Linked DNA regions of Zea mays: region 1 is linked to region 2. The links are chromatin contacts, called in public Hi-C maps. All regions are on one chromosome and are shown on one strand. The core of a region is the stretch at or near the end of the contact, and the rest is flanking DNA. Distances in the headings are between cores, read along the strand shown. Region 1 holds the start of LOC100280682. Region 2 holds the start of LOC103643607.

Evidence for each region. Hi-C and Micro-C count contacts between places; a contact is called where the count stands out from the background.
Region 1: a Hi-C map of tassel shows a contact between it and region 2, with 2.7 times the contacts expected there. The contact joins the promoter of LOC100280682 here to the promoter of LOC103643607 in region 2. A contact is called at or near these places in 4 of 25 Hi-C or Micro-C datasets (ear, endosperm, root tip and 1 more).

What each region holds. Positions count from the first base shown.
Region 1 is chr1:251,008,756-251,015,045 of Zm-B73-REFERENCE-NAM-5.0, reverse strand. It overlaps LOC100280682, which reads right to left and starts at 1,655. Exons shown (of 1, transcript NM_001254902.2): 1 at 1-1,655. The coding sequence starts at 1,585. It also overlaps the pseudogene LOC111590751.
Region 2 is chr1:250,835,646-250,842,064 of Zm-B73-REFERENCE-NAM-5.0, reverse strand. It overlaps LOC103643607, which reads left to right and starts at 2,276. Exons shown (of 6, transcript XM_035964293.1): 1 at 2,276-2,888; 2 at 3,367-3,439; 3 at 5,153-5,540; 4 at 6,415-6,419. The coding sequence starts at 5,356.

The DNA.
Region 1 (6,290 bases), core at 406-2,905, 170 kb before region 2:
GCTCCAGTGCTTCGTCCGTCTTGCCAGCCTTGCCAAGTCCATCGATCACTGTGCTGTAGCTAATCAGGTCGGGACTGCATCCATTCACTAGCATCTGCTTAAGAAGTTCAATGGCCTGCTCAACCAATCCCTTTTTACACAAGAAATTGATGAGTGTGTTGAATGTGATAGGATTCAGAGGACAGCCTTGCTGAATCATCTGAGACATCAGGTCCTCAGCATCCACCCATCGTTCTGCGCTGCACAAACCCTTGAGCACAATAGTATAGCTTATGGTATTTGGCTTGCAGCCACAAGCAGTCATACTTTTCAACAACATGACAGCTTCATCAATAAGCCCTTCTTTGCAGAAGCCATTGATCACTGTAGTGTATGTGATGACATCGGGCATGCATCCATGCTCCAGCATCTGCTCGAGTAGTTCGATCACCCGGTCCACCAGCCCATTTTGGCAGAAGAAATCAACAAGTATGTTGAATGTGACATCATCAAGTGGGCAATCCTTGTCAAACATCTCAGCCAGCAACTCCTCGGTTTCCTCCCACCTCTCAGCGCTGCACAAGCCCTTCAGCAGAGTATTGTAGCAAACCACATTGGGCTTGAGCCCGTAGGAAGGCATCCTATTCAAAATCTCATGCGCGACTTCGAGATGCCCTTCCTTGCAGATACCATCGATGATAGTGGCATACATCCTGATGTCCGGCGTGCACCCATGCTCCACCATCTGCGCGAGGACCTCATGCACCCGCTCGAACAAGCCGTTCCGACACAAGTAACTGATGAGGGTGTTGAAGGTAACGATGTTGGGCGGGCAAGCCATCCTGACCATCTCCTCCATGAGTTCCTGGACACAGCCCCAGCGCTTGGCCATGCACAGGCCCTTGAGCACCGCGTTGTAGCTCACCACGTCTGGCTCGCAGCCGAAGGACGGCAGGTCCCGCAGCAGGTGGAGGGCCTCGTCCACCGACCCTTGGTCGCAGATGGCGTTGAGGACGAGGTTGCAGTTGCCGACGTCGAGGGCGCAGCCCCTGGCGTGTAGATCCTCGAGCACCCTGACGGCGCTCCGGAAGCCGCCACCCCTGCAGGCGGCCTCGAGGATGACGTGGTACATGGGCGGGATGGGGGCGCAGCCGCGGCGGGGCATCTCGTCGAGCACCGCGAGCGCGTCAGCGATCCGGCCCCGCGCGCAGAGGGCGCGGACGACGGGGAAGTAGGTGTAGGCGTTGGGCGGGACGGGGACCGCAGCGGCAAGGCGGCGCGCGGATTCGAGCTGGCCCGCGCGGCAGTAGCCGGCCACCATGGCGTTGTAGGCGACGACGCCCGCGCCGCCGCCCGCCGCGGACAGCGCCCGCGCGGCCTCTGCTGTGCGCCCCGCGGCGCAGAGGGAGCGGATGAGCGAGGAGAGGCGGACGCTGCCGCCCTCGCCCCCGCCGGGCGCATCGTCGGAATCGGATGTCGAGGCGGGGGCGAGGGCGAGGGCGGAGGCGGAGAGCACGGCGGACCTGGGCTTGGCGGTCTTGGGCGACGCCGACGCGGAGGGTTTGGAGATCGGGACTGTGGGCGGTGGAAGCAACGAGGTGAGCATTGGCGATTGGTTAGGCTGGCTCGCCGGCGAGATGAGATGCGGTGGAGACGGTAAGCAACTAAAACAAAAATATATTGCAGCATATATATGCTCAGCATGCTCTATCTTCATTGTTTTCATTGTTGAAAACTGTCACGGGCTGACGGGCATTTGTGCCGCTCACTCTGCTCACTCATCACTGTTCTACACCACTGTTTTGACGGCCTATATGTGTCGGTGTGTATAATATATAAAATTTGTATGACAAAATACATTGTAACATTAATATTATATTGACGACATAAATATATAATAATATTATAAATATGTCGACTAAAATAAAATGAACTGATGTTGAACAAACATTATAATATCATACAAATTATTTTAAAGAATTTATATAGAATTTCGATGATAGAAAATATCATGTTGTACATAATGATGTTTGCCACGGGCCTGTTAGTGCGCCAACCCATCGCTCGCTGGATGAACTGGCCTTGTCTTCATCGCTAAATGAACTGATGTCGAGCAAATAGCATCTTCAAGTTTTTCTACGAGCTCCCAATCGCTATAAAACATAGACCATGTTGTCAAAAGGCTGTGAGTACGAGGTGAAATAGGGGAACTTATAGCTTGAGGATAACCAAAACATAAGAAATAAGAATTGCATTCTTCTTCTGTCAAAAAAGAACAATTCTTATAGCAAACTAGATTTTTTATTTTTTGATTGGGAGAGAGTGTCTCCCACCTGATATTTTTTTTCTTGAACGCGCAGGAGAGCTACACGTCATTATATTAAGAGAGGAAAGGTCCAAAGTGGAACGAAATACAACACCCAGAGGGCAGAAAAGAAGAAAAAAACAAGAAAAATAGACCAAGACCAAACCCTCAAGCATCCTCTCCAGCACCCCCACAAGGTGAAACCAAAAAAAGGGGACCTGACGGGCCCTACTGGACCCTATTTAAAGTGACAATAATTCCCAATCTGTTTAAATGCTTCGCTCCCGCCTTGTTCCAACTGATCAATTCATCTAGAAATAACCTCTTAGTCAAACTAATGGAAGGGCTCACTCCATCAAAAATAGCCCTATTACGAGTGAGCTATAAGCACCAAGCTCCAAGAATAATGACACTATTGAAGCCCTTCCTCTTGCACCTATGCACTTTTTAGAAACCTTTTCCCACCACACAGCAAATGACTGTTCAGCAACAATAGGAGTGAGGTTACCAAGCCCGATGGACGACAAAATGAGATGCCAAAAATCCCTAGAAAAACTGCAGGTGCAGAGGATATGCTGGACTGTTTCCTGCTCCTGATCACATAGGGGGCAACACACCGGGTATTACAACCCTCTCCTTTGGAGTCTGTCCGCAGTCCCACATTTATTCATTATAGCCAACCAAAGGAAAAAACTTGCATTTAGGGGGGGCAAGTCTTCCACAATCGTTTCCAAGGCTCAAAGGAAATGGACCCCAAGAAGAAGGCATTGTAACAAGACTTTGAGGAGAACTGTCCAGAAGTCGTGTATCTCCCAACAAGCCTGTCCGCCTCCTGTGAAAGCGTCACATGTACAATCTCATCCCATAATTTTAAATACTGCTGCAGCCTAACCATAGAAAGATGACTCCCAATATCCCTAACCCAACGCCAATTGTCCATAGCCTAAGCAACCGTCCGGGTCGAGCTGACTCTACTGTCCACCAAACAGACAACCTCTGGTGCAATATCAAAGATAGCCTTCCCATTCAACCATTTATCAAACCAAAAGAGAGTGCTGGTCCCATCTCCGACCACATGAAAGACCGAAAGATTGAAAAATTGTCTTACTTGCTACTGAATAGGAAGATTCATTCCCTGCCATGGTCTAGACGGATCAGTTTTTTGCAGCCATAACCGTTTCACCTGTAAAGCCCAACCTTTGAATTGTAAATTAGAAACTCCAAGGCCGCCATATTTTAGGGGTCTGGCAACTATCTCCCAAGGAACAAGACAGCTTCCACCGTTAACGTTCTTCCTTCCTTTCCATAGAAACCCCCTCCTGAGTTTATCGATGGACTTGATCACCCATTTGGGAACACTCATGGCCATAAGGATATAAACAGGAATTGCCGAAAGCACATGCCTCACTAACGCTGTCCTACCAGCCAAACTGAGCAAACGAGCCTTCCAGTTGGGAAGCCGGTCAGCAATCTTATTAACCCACACCATAAAATCCCTTTTCCTCAGCTTCTTATCAAAGATAGGCAGCCCCAAATAGCTACACAGAAAGGATCTCGAACTGCATTGCAAGATATTACAGCCAGCCTGACCCTCCAGCCCTTCACACCTAATTGGTATAGCAAAACTTTTGCGCATATTTGTTACCAGCCCCGTTGCTTCACCAAAGCAATCCAAAATCAATCTATCACAATTCAGATCATCCACCAAAGGTTTAACAAAAAGCACCACATCATCAGCGTAGATCGAGAGCCTATTCCGGACCCCAGCTTCCTCCAACCCTTGTAACAGCCCCCTGCTTTCAGATTCCCTGAACAGACTATTAAGAACGTCCATAACCATCACAAACAGCATAGGAGAAAGGGGATCACCCTGACGAAGGCCTCGCCGATGAGCAATACGATCACCAGGCGAGCCATTAAGAAGTACTTGCGTAGAATACATGAACATTAGGGAGGAAATAAGATTCCACCAGATTGGACCAAAGCCAAGATGGATAAGAATTTCAATAATGAAGGCCCATGACACGGAATCGAACGCCCTGGAGATATCTAATTTTAAGAATAGACCCGTAACCTTTCTCTTGTGTAGCGACTTAATAGACTGCTGAACCAGCATAAAGTTATCATGAATTGATCTCCCTCTCACAAAAGCGCTCTGATTGGCTGCCACCAACTCATGAAGACGGGGACCCAACCTGTTGGCCAGCAGCTTGGTGACCAGCATAGCAAAACTGTGGATGAAACTAATAGGCCTGTATTCACTTGCAGTCATAGCATCGAACCTCTTAGGGAGAAGAATAAGATAGGCTGAATTCAACAATCTAAGTTTATGGGCATTTCCTTGGTGCAGAAAATTCAGGGCAGCCAGCAGATCCTCCTTAATAATGCTCCAGCAGGTCTTGTAAAAACCTCCCCGTAAACCCATCAGGCCCAGGAGCTTTATCAGAAGGCAGGTCAACAATAGTATCCCTTACCTCCTTCTCCAATTATAAGGAGTTGAACCCTGTCCTTCCTCTCACTTCTCATCCCCGGGATCCAGGTCGTTCTTCCTCTTGCCCACCGAATCGTTCCACCACTATGAAAGCAATCCAGAGATCGACACCATGAACGACCTCATGACCAAATCTGACATGAGCTAAACATTTATGGCCATCAGCCGACAGTAAAAAAGGAGCAAATGTTGGGACCTGTTCATCCCAGCAGTACAACATAAAAGCCATAGGGGCAACATAGAAGTCCCATATATGTGACATGTCAGATCAAACAGGAAGCGAAGGTGATTCTTTAACAATTTTGAGTTATATAGTACTAAAAAACTGCAGCAAGTGATTGACAGGCAGAGATGGAAAGATGGATCAAGGCCATGTATGGAAATTTCCCACCCTTCATGATCAGCTGAAAACAAAATATCAACTGACAAAGTGAATAGGGTACATGTCAGGGACCTTTTCATCCTGCATGCACTATGGACTTGCCATTGGGGCAGACATGAAGTCTCAAACATATATTCTACCCTATATATGGAACTTCAAAGCTCACTAATCCAAAATTGGGAATGGTGATTGAGAGCACCTAGAGGGGGGGTGAATAGGTGATCCTGTAAAATCAAACACTTAATAGCCACAGACTTGATTATTAAAGTGTTAGTTAAATCAAGTAGTTATGGAACACGCTCATGCGAACAAAACAATAACAAGAAGCAACACACGAGACACGCGATTTTTATCCCGTGGTTCGGCCAAGTAACACTTGCCGACTTCCACGTTGTGGTGTCCCAATGGACGAGGGTTGCACTCAACCCCTTTCAAGTGATCCGATGATCAACTTGAATACCACGGTCTTTTCCTTTAGAGTATTTTCCCGTGTGCGAGGAATCTCCATAGTTTGGAATCTCTCGCCCTTACAATAGAGATCACAAAGAAGGCACAGAGTAAGGTTGGGGAGAGCAACACACGCAAGACTCAAATCCGCAGCACAACCACGCACACAAGTCACGACTTGAGCTCGAAACACAACACACGGAGTTCGCAACTCAAATGGAGCTCAAATCACTAACACAGAGAATCAAATGCGTGGAGTCGGAGTCTGGGAGTCTTAGAATGTTTCTTGTAAGCTTGGTGTTCTCCTCCATGCGCCTAGGGGTCCCTTTTATAGCCCCAAGGCAGCTAGGAGCCGTTGGAGGCCAACTTGGAAGGCAATTCCTGCCTTCTGTCGAGTGGTGCACCGAACAGTCCGGTGCACCACCGGACAGTCACTGTAGCTGTCCGGTGCGTGATCACCTTCCAAATCAGGCGTATCCGACCGTTGCTCCTTGGGGCTGGTTGGCACACCGGACACTGTTCAGTGCACACCAGACGGTCCGGTGCACCCAGCCGACTGTTGGAGCAAGCCACGTGTCACGCGCTGATCGCGCGGACGACCGTTGGCGCTGGCGCAGTTGGCTCACCGGACAGTCCGGTGCACCACCGGATAGTCTGGTGAATTTTAGTCGTACGCCTCTGTTATT
Region 2 (6,419 bases), core at 1,027-3,526:
GAACCTTGAAAAGGATTTACAAAATAGTTTGCAAAAACAAAACATTTGGTGCAAGCGTGGTCCAAAATGTTAAAAATGAAAGAAACGATCCATGCATATCTTGTAAGTATTTATATTGGCTCAATTCCAAGCAACCTTTGCACTTACATTATGCAAACTAGTTCAATTATACACTTCTATATTTGCTTTGGTTTGTGTTGACATCAATCACCAAAAAGGGGGAGATTGAAAGGGAATTAGGCTTACACCTAGTTCCTAAATAATTTTGGTGGTTGAATTACCCAACACAAATAATTGGACTAACTAGTTTGCCTAAGTGTATAGACTATATAGGTGTAAAAGGTTCACACTCAGCCAATAAAAAGATCAAGTTTTGGATTCAACAAAGGAGCAAAGAGGCAACCGAAGGCACCTCTGGTCTGGGGGCACCGGACTGTCCGGTGTACACCGGACAGTGTCCGGTGCACCACCGGACAGTGTCCGGTGCACCAGAGGACTCCAACTCAAACTTGCCACCTTCGGGAAATTCCAGAGGCGACTTCACTATAATTCACCGGACTGTCCGGTGCACACCGGACATGTCCGGTGCTCCAAGGAAGGATGGCCTCAGCAACTCGCCAGCCTCGGGAATTCACTTGAGCTGCTCCGCTATAATTCACCGGACTGTCCGGTGTACACCGGACTGTCCGGTGTTACAGCGGAGCAACGGCTATTTCGGCGCCAACGGCTACCTGTGACGCATTAAATGCGCGCACAGCGCGCGCAGATGTCAGGCACGCCCATACTGGCGCACCGGACATCCAACAGTACATGTCCGGTGTGCACCGGACATCCAGGCGAGCCCAGAAGTCAGAAGCTCCAACGGTCAGAATCCAACGACATTGGTGACGTGGCTGGAGCACCGGACATATCCGGTGTGCACCGGACTGTCCGGTGCGCCATCGAACAGACAGCCTCCACCAACGGTCAAGTTTGGTGGTTGGGGCTATAAATACCCCAACCACCCCACCATTCATTGCATCCAAGTTTTCCACTTCTCAACCACTTACAAGAGCTAGGCATTCAATTCTAGACACACCAAAGAGATCAAATCATCTCCAATTCCACACAAGGCTTTAGTGATTAGCGAGAGAGATTTGTCGTGTTCTTTTGAGCTCTTGCGTTTGGATTGCTTCTTTTCGTTCTCACTTGTTCTTGTGATCAAAACTCCATTGTAATCAAGGCAAGAGGCACCAATTGTGTGGTGGCCCTTGCGGGAAAGTTTTGTTCCTGGCTTTGATTTGAGAAGAGAAGCTCACTCGGTCCGAGGGACCGTTTGAGAGAGGGAAGGGTTGAAAGAGACCCGGCCTTTGTGGCCTCCTCAACGGGGAGTAGGTTTGCGAGAACCAAACCTCGGTAAAACAAATCCGCGTGTCACACTCTTCATTTGCTTGCGATTTGTTTTGCGCCCTCTCTCGCGGACTCAATTATCTTTCTAACGCTAACCCGGCTTGTAGTTGTGTTTATATTTGTAAATTTCAGTTTCGCCCTATTCACCCCCCTCTAGGCGACTATCAGTTGCCAAATGTGGGGACAAGAAAGGATAAAATAGCAACTTCTTAAATTTAGCAACATCGTTTAGGATACTATTGGATACGTGTTTTTTCTAATAACTCTTTAAACTAAGATTTAGGAACCTTTTTACATAACAGTTAGAAATGCTCTAAGGGACTAATTGGTTGGCTATATGAAACTTGGCCCATGTTAGGTTTTAAAATCTTTTAAAACCATGGTTTCGAAATACTACAATTTTAAAATATCATGACACGACCGTATTATTTTTTACATCACTCTTAGCAATATACATGCTATAAAACATAGTATTTGAACCATAGTATTTAGTATACATGTGTAAGTCCTCTAATTTGAACCATAAGTCGAGATAAAGTATTTGAACCATAATATTTAGTATACATGTGCAAGGCTAGTCATAGCTAAAAACTTTGGATTGAATTGTAGTTTCGAATACTCTAAAAATACCATGATATCTATAAAACCATGGTGTTCAAAACAGAGTCTTTTTATAATGTAGCCAAACATCTCTGGACAAAAATACTATAGTATTATTTATACCATGGTTTTATCTAAAACTCCAACAATACTTTCCTTCCCAACATCCTCTAATTGGTTGTTTGTATCTGAGTTTTTCCAAACATCCTCTAATTGGTTGTTTGCATCTGAGTTTGGGTCTAGGCGATCTAGCCTTGCCCCGCGCATGCAACATGCAGGCTAGAACAATGTAGCTGCATTGAAATTGAGTAATTTTTGAGACTTTTGCTATATCTATTAAATAAAAAATTTAATGCATAAATCAATTTTACCTTATTTTTTTAATTCTCATTCCATCTCGATCCTAATTAAATCAGCCAAACACTATCTATTCTCAGTCTGATTAATCACACGCAACCAACTAAACGTACTAAATTGCATGCCTATCTCAAGAGAAAATGTTTTACTAGACATGAGCCAGGATGGATCATTCGACCAATCAAGCTCCATAAATATCAGAACGATTACTTTGGTTAAGGTCTAATACAAAACTAATGCAAGCATTCTTTATCACGCCTCTGCTCTCGCCGCCCCCTACGTTGCTCCATTGTTTCCTTTCCTTCACCTGCATCGCACAGCGCTCCCACCCTTCGGCCGCTCTCGCGTCGGGCAGGGCTCGGGAGTCGGGACTCCTCGCACGCATTGGAGACTTGGAGGCCGTCGGGACTCCATATCGGCATTGACGTCCTCCGCCACGATTGTCCTGTTCACGATTGTGTCCCTTTATCCCACCGGTGCAATCGCGGGTGGTTTTGTGTTTAGGGTTTAACAGTAACACTCCAGTGCGGATTGCCTCCAAGGTGGGATCTTGGCTTTTCATCCCGTTCGCTCTAGTTCTTTGCACTTTTTTTGTTTGCATCTTCTTTTAAAGATTCTGATAGCGGTAATGCTTATACTTAATGAAGATTCGAATCATTTGCATTATATATAACTTTTATCTGTTGCGCTTTGAAATTAGGTTTTTTCGCTTCCCTTTTTACTCCCAATAAAACTTGCATTATTTCTACCTTTTATTTATTGCACTCTTAAATTGAGTTTTTTCGCTTCCCTTTTTACTCCCCGTAAAATCGTCGTTCTTGCATTCTACTACTACTTCATTTTCTCTCTATTAATGTGCATTTATTTGCACCATCGATGATCGATTATTACTTTGGGTTTTAGTCCTCCCTCCTGTTTGGCTCTCTGAGTTCTTTCCGGAGGTTGATTGGTGTCACGAGTCACGTGAACAGCATCGCCTATCTGATCATCGTGTGAATTGTGATATTCTATGGATCTCAGATTGATCTGTGACGCCGATGACCTGAGTACCGGGCGAACTCCACACATCCACACCGGCTGTGGGGACGACAAGGTACTGCTCTTCTCTCCGTTGTTCCATGCATGGACTGCTCCAGACCAGCATTATTTCAGTCTGTTGCCATCTATGGCCGTCTCCACCTGCCGGCCTCAGTGCCTTCACTCGTAAATCGGGCACTTTCTGTTTGGGATCAATTGTCAAGTTCATGTTAGTTTTACAAAGATTGGAAGTTTGGGCGTTCTGCGGGATGCTGTACTCTGTTTGGTCGGTGGTCGCAAAGACCAGTTGTGTCCTTTTTATTGCTCAACTAACATTTTGATTTTTTGGGCCCCCCTTGATACGATGCAACACTTTCTTTCCTTGTCAAATGTATAAGGAAAGATTAGAGACTCAATTTGATCGTGTCACATTTTTCTACAGTTCTATATCTGGAGGGAGTTGCTTTTGCCTTGTTTGCAGTATTATTGTGCACATATTTGTGGATACCATTTTTTTTCTTAGGGGCTAGTTTGAGAGTCACAAAACCGGACGGGATTAGAGGACCTGCCCCTCTAATCCCCTACGGGCTAGTTTGGGAGTCACAAACCCGGAGAGGATTAGAGGGGCGCCTAGATGTGAAAGTAGTACTCTGATCATGTGTTTTTTTACCACAAGATTCACATCTATCAAATACTTAGCAAGTGGAACACATGATCTTAATAGAATTCTAACTCCAAATTCAAGAATTTCAACTCCAAAATCATGTTGTTTCGCTTATTTATTTACCATCCAAAAATGATGGTAGTATTCAATTCAAGTCTTTTGCAAATATATATTACTCGCAAATTTGCAAAAAAAAGGATCTCTAAGCAATGTGAGGATTGCTATAAATTATATGCTACCAGACAAATTTTCACACCAAAATTCATCATACACCATGAGAAACAACTATATATTACATGTGGGGCTACCAGACTTTCTTTCAAGAGAAAAAAAATCTTTCAATAAGGTTTATCTGTGATTTATCTCATTACTGCATGTAACAGAGTTTGAGTATTGACCTAAACTTTTAGCATATGATGATGATGACTTGATTGCACTGCTTACAGTTTTAAATCTTTTCTTGTTGATTTGAAATCATACTGAAAGGGCAAAAGGGGAAGCATGGTAGTTGGCGCAGGCTTGCAGTAGATATGGACTTTGTATCTACCATCATATTGATTCAGATGCCTTTTAATTACTAAAGAAGCACGGATGATTGCAGGACTTATGGATATATTATTACTGTCAATGCGTATTAGGCAACCAGAAACAAAAGTTACATATGCGTACATGTCAAGTTTTGCATTTATTTGTTTTCTTACATCATACTCAAGTTGTTCTAAAATATAATCTATATAGTTTCTGTTTTTGCCAATTTTCTTTTCCTTCAAAATATAAGGTTTTCATGCAGTTTGGATTGTCCTCTTATTTTCCATCACCAATCTATCTCTTCTGTTTCGACATTTGAGTTAACACAACATAACTATTCTTTCCCTTCTTGCCAAGACATTAGCATCACATATATACTATCTATTCCTCTACCATTTTCTTGGCTCCATAAGCTCCTTATTCTCTGCAACCAGCGATGTATGCCCTATAAAGGAAATGTATGGACTCTCTTTCAGCGAGATACCAGATATTACAGTTCAGTTTTTTACTGGAGACTCTACCATTCAATTCCATTTATTATTATTTTTATATGACGAAAGTATAGGACCTGATGCTATCATGTACTGATATTTGAAGGATGATTTAGGGAGTATGAACTAAAGTGGTCCTTGGCCTTATTAAGGGACAGGTTGCAAGATTCAACCAATTATTCTGTATGAGTATTGTTGCTAGGAAGCATGTGAGAAGGTAATAAGGATTCAAACCACCTTCTCAGTTCATCTGTGATATTTGAGCTGGCATGTCAGTGTCCTCTTCATTCAAGTGCGGCTGGATAACAAATGGATTCAAAAAGGCTATCGTTGTCATCAGTACATGGAGATTTTTTGGGACAAACATCACAAAGTCATTCATGCTCCGAGAAGTATGAGTGGAGAAACTTAATCTTTCATCAAAGTGATAAAGCAACAAGGGATCAATGTGATCATGTTGCAACCCGGCACTTACCTCTGCATATGCCTCGCAGGTTATTCTCTTTATCAATACATGGATTAAATTTCAGACTCCATGCTATGCTGATATTGCTGTTAGTTTTATAGATTCAAATTTATCTTCTATTGATGGAATTACGTGATATTGTGATGTGGAAACAGGATAGAATAGTCTATGACTGAGCCTAGAGGTTGTTATGATTTGCACAGAACTCGAGATTTTTGTGAGCGATAAATATTGTAAATTTGCCCCTTTGTGATCAAGAGGATGAAACGGTGCATCATCTTTTAATCTCTTGTGTCTTCTCTAGGGAAGTGTGGTTTAGGATTTTCTCCCTGGTTAATCTGCGGCAGTTCTCCCCCGCAAGGGATGATTTGGTCTTCCAAGATTGGTGGGCTAATTTGGAGGCCAAGGTCCCTTATGCGCTGCGCAAAGGGATTAACTCCCTTGTGATGTTGGTGGCATGGTGGCTTTGGAAGCAGCGGAATAAATGTGTGTTTGAGGGGGATGCTCCTAGTGGCAACCAGATTATTCAGAATATCAAAGACGACGTTCAGAGGTGGTGTCTCGCGGGTGCCAAGGATCTGGGCACCATCTGGCCTTAGTTTAGGGGCAGCTTTGGCTGTCTTCTAGATGAATGTTTATTTTTATTTTTATTTTATTTTATTTTTTTGTTATTTTTTTGTTGTTTCTCTGTACTCTGGTCTTCTTTAGACCATTGGTATTTCTTCTATCTTAATATATCTAATGCGCAGTTCTCCTGCGCGTTTTAGAAAAAAAAATATTGTAACTTTGCTACATATGGTGTAACGATGTATGCCGTGTGCACCTATTTCCAAGCTTGGATGCTCATTATTACTTGTACCAAATATTTCAGTTTTGTGGAACTTTGATGCTTTGGCATGCAGGTTGG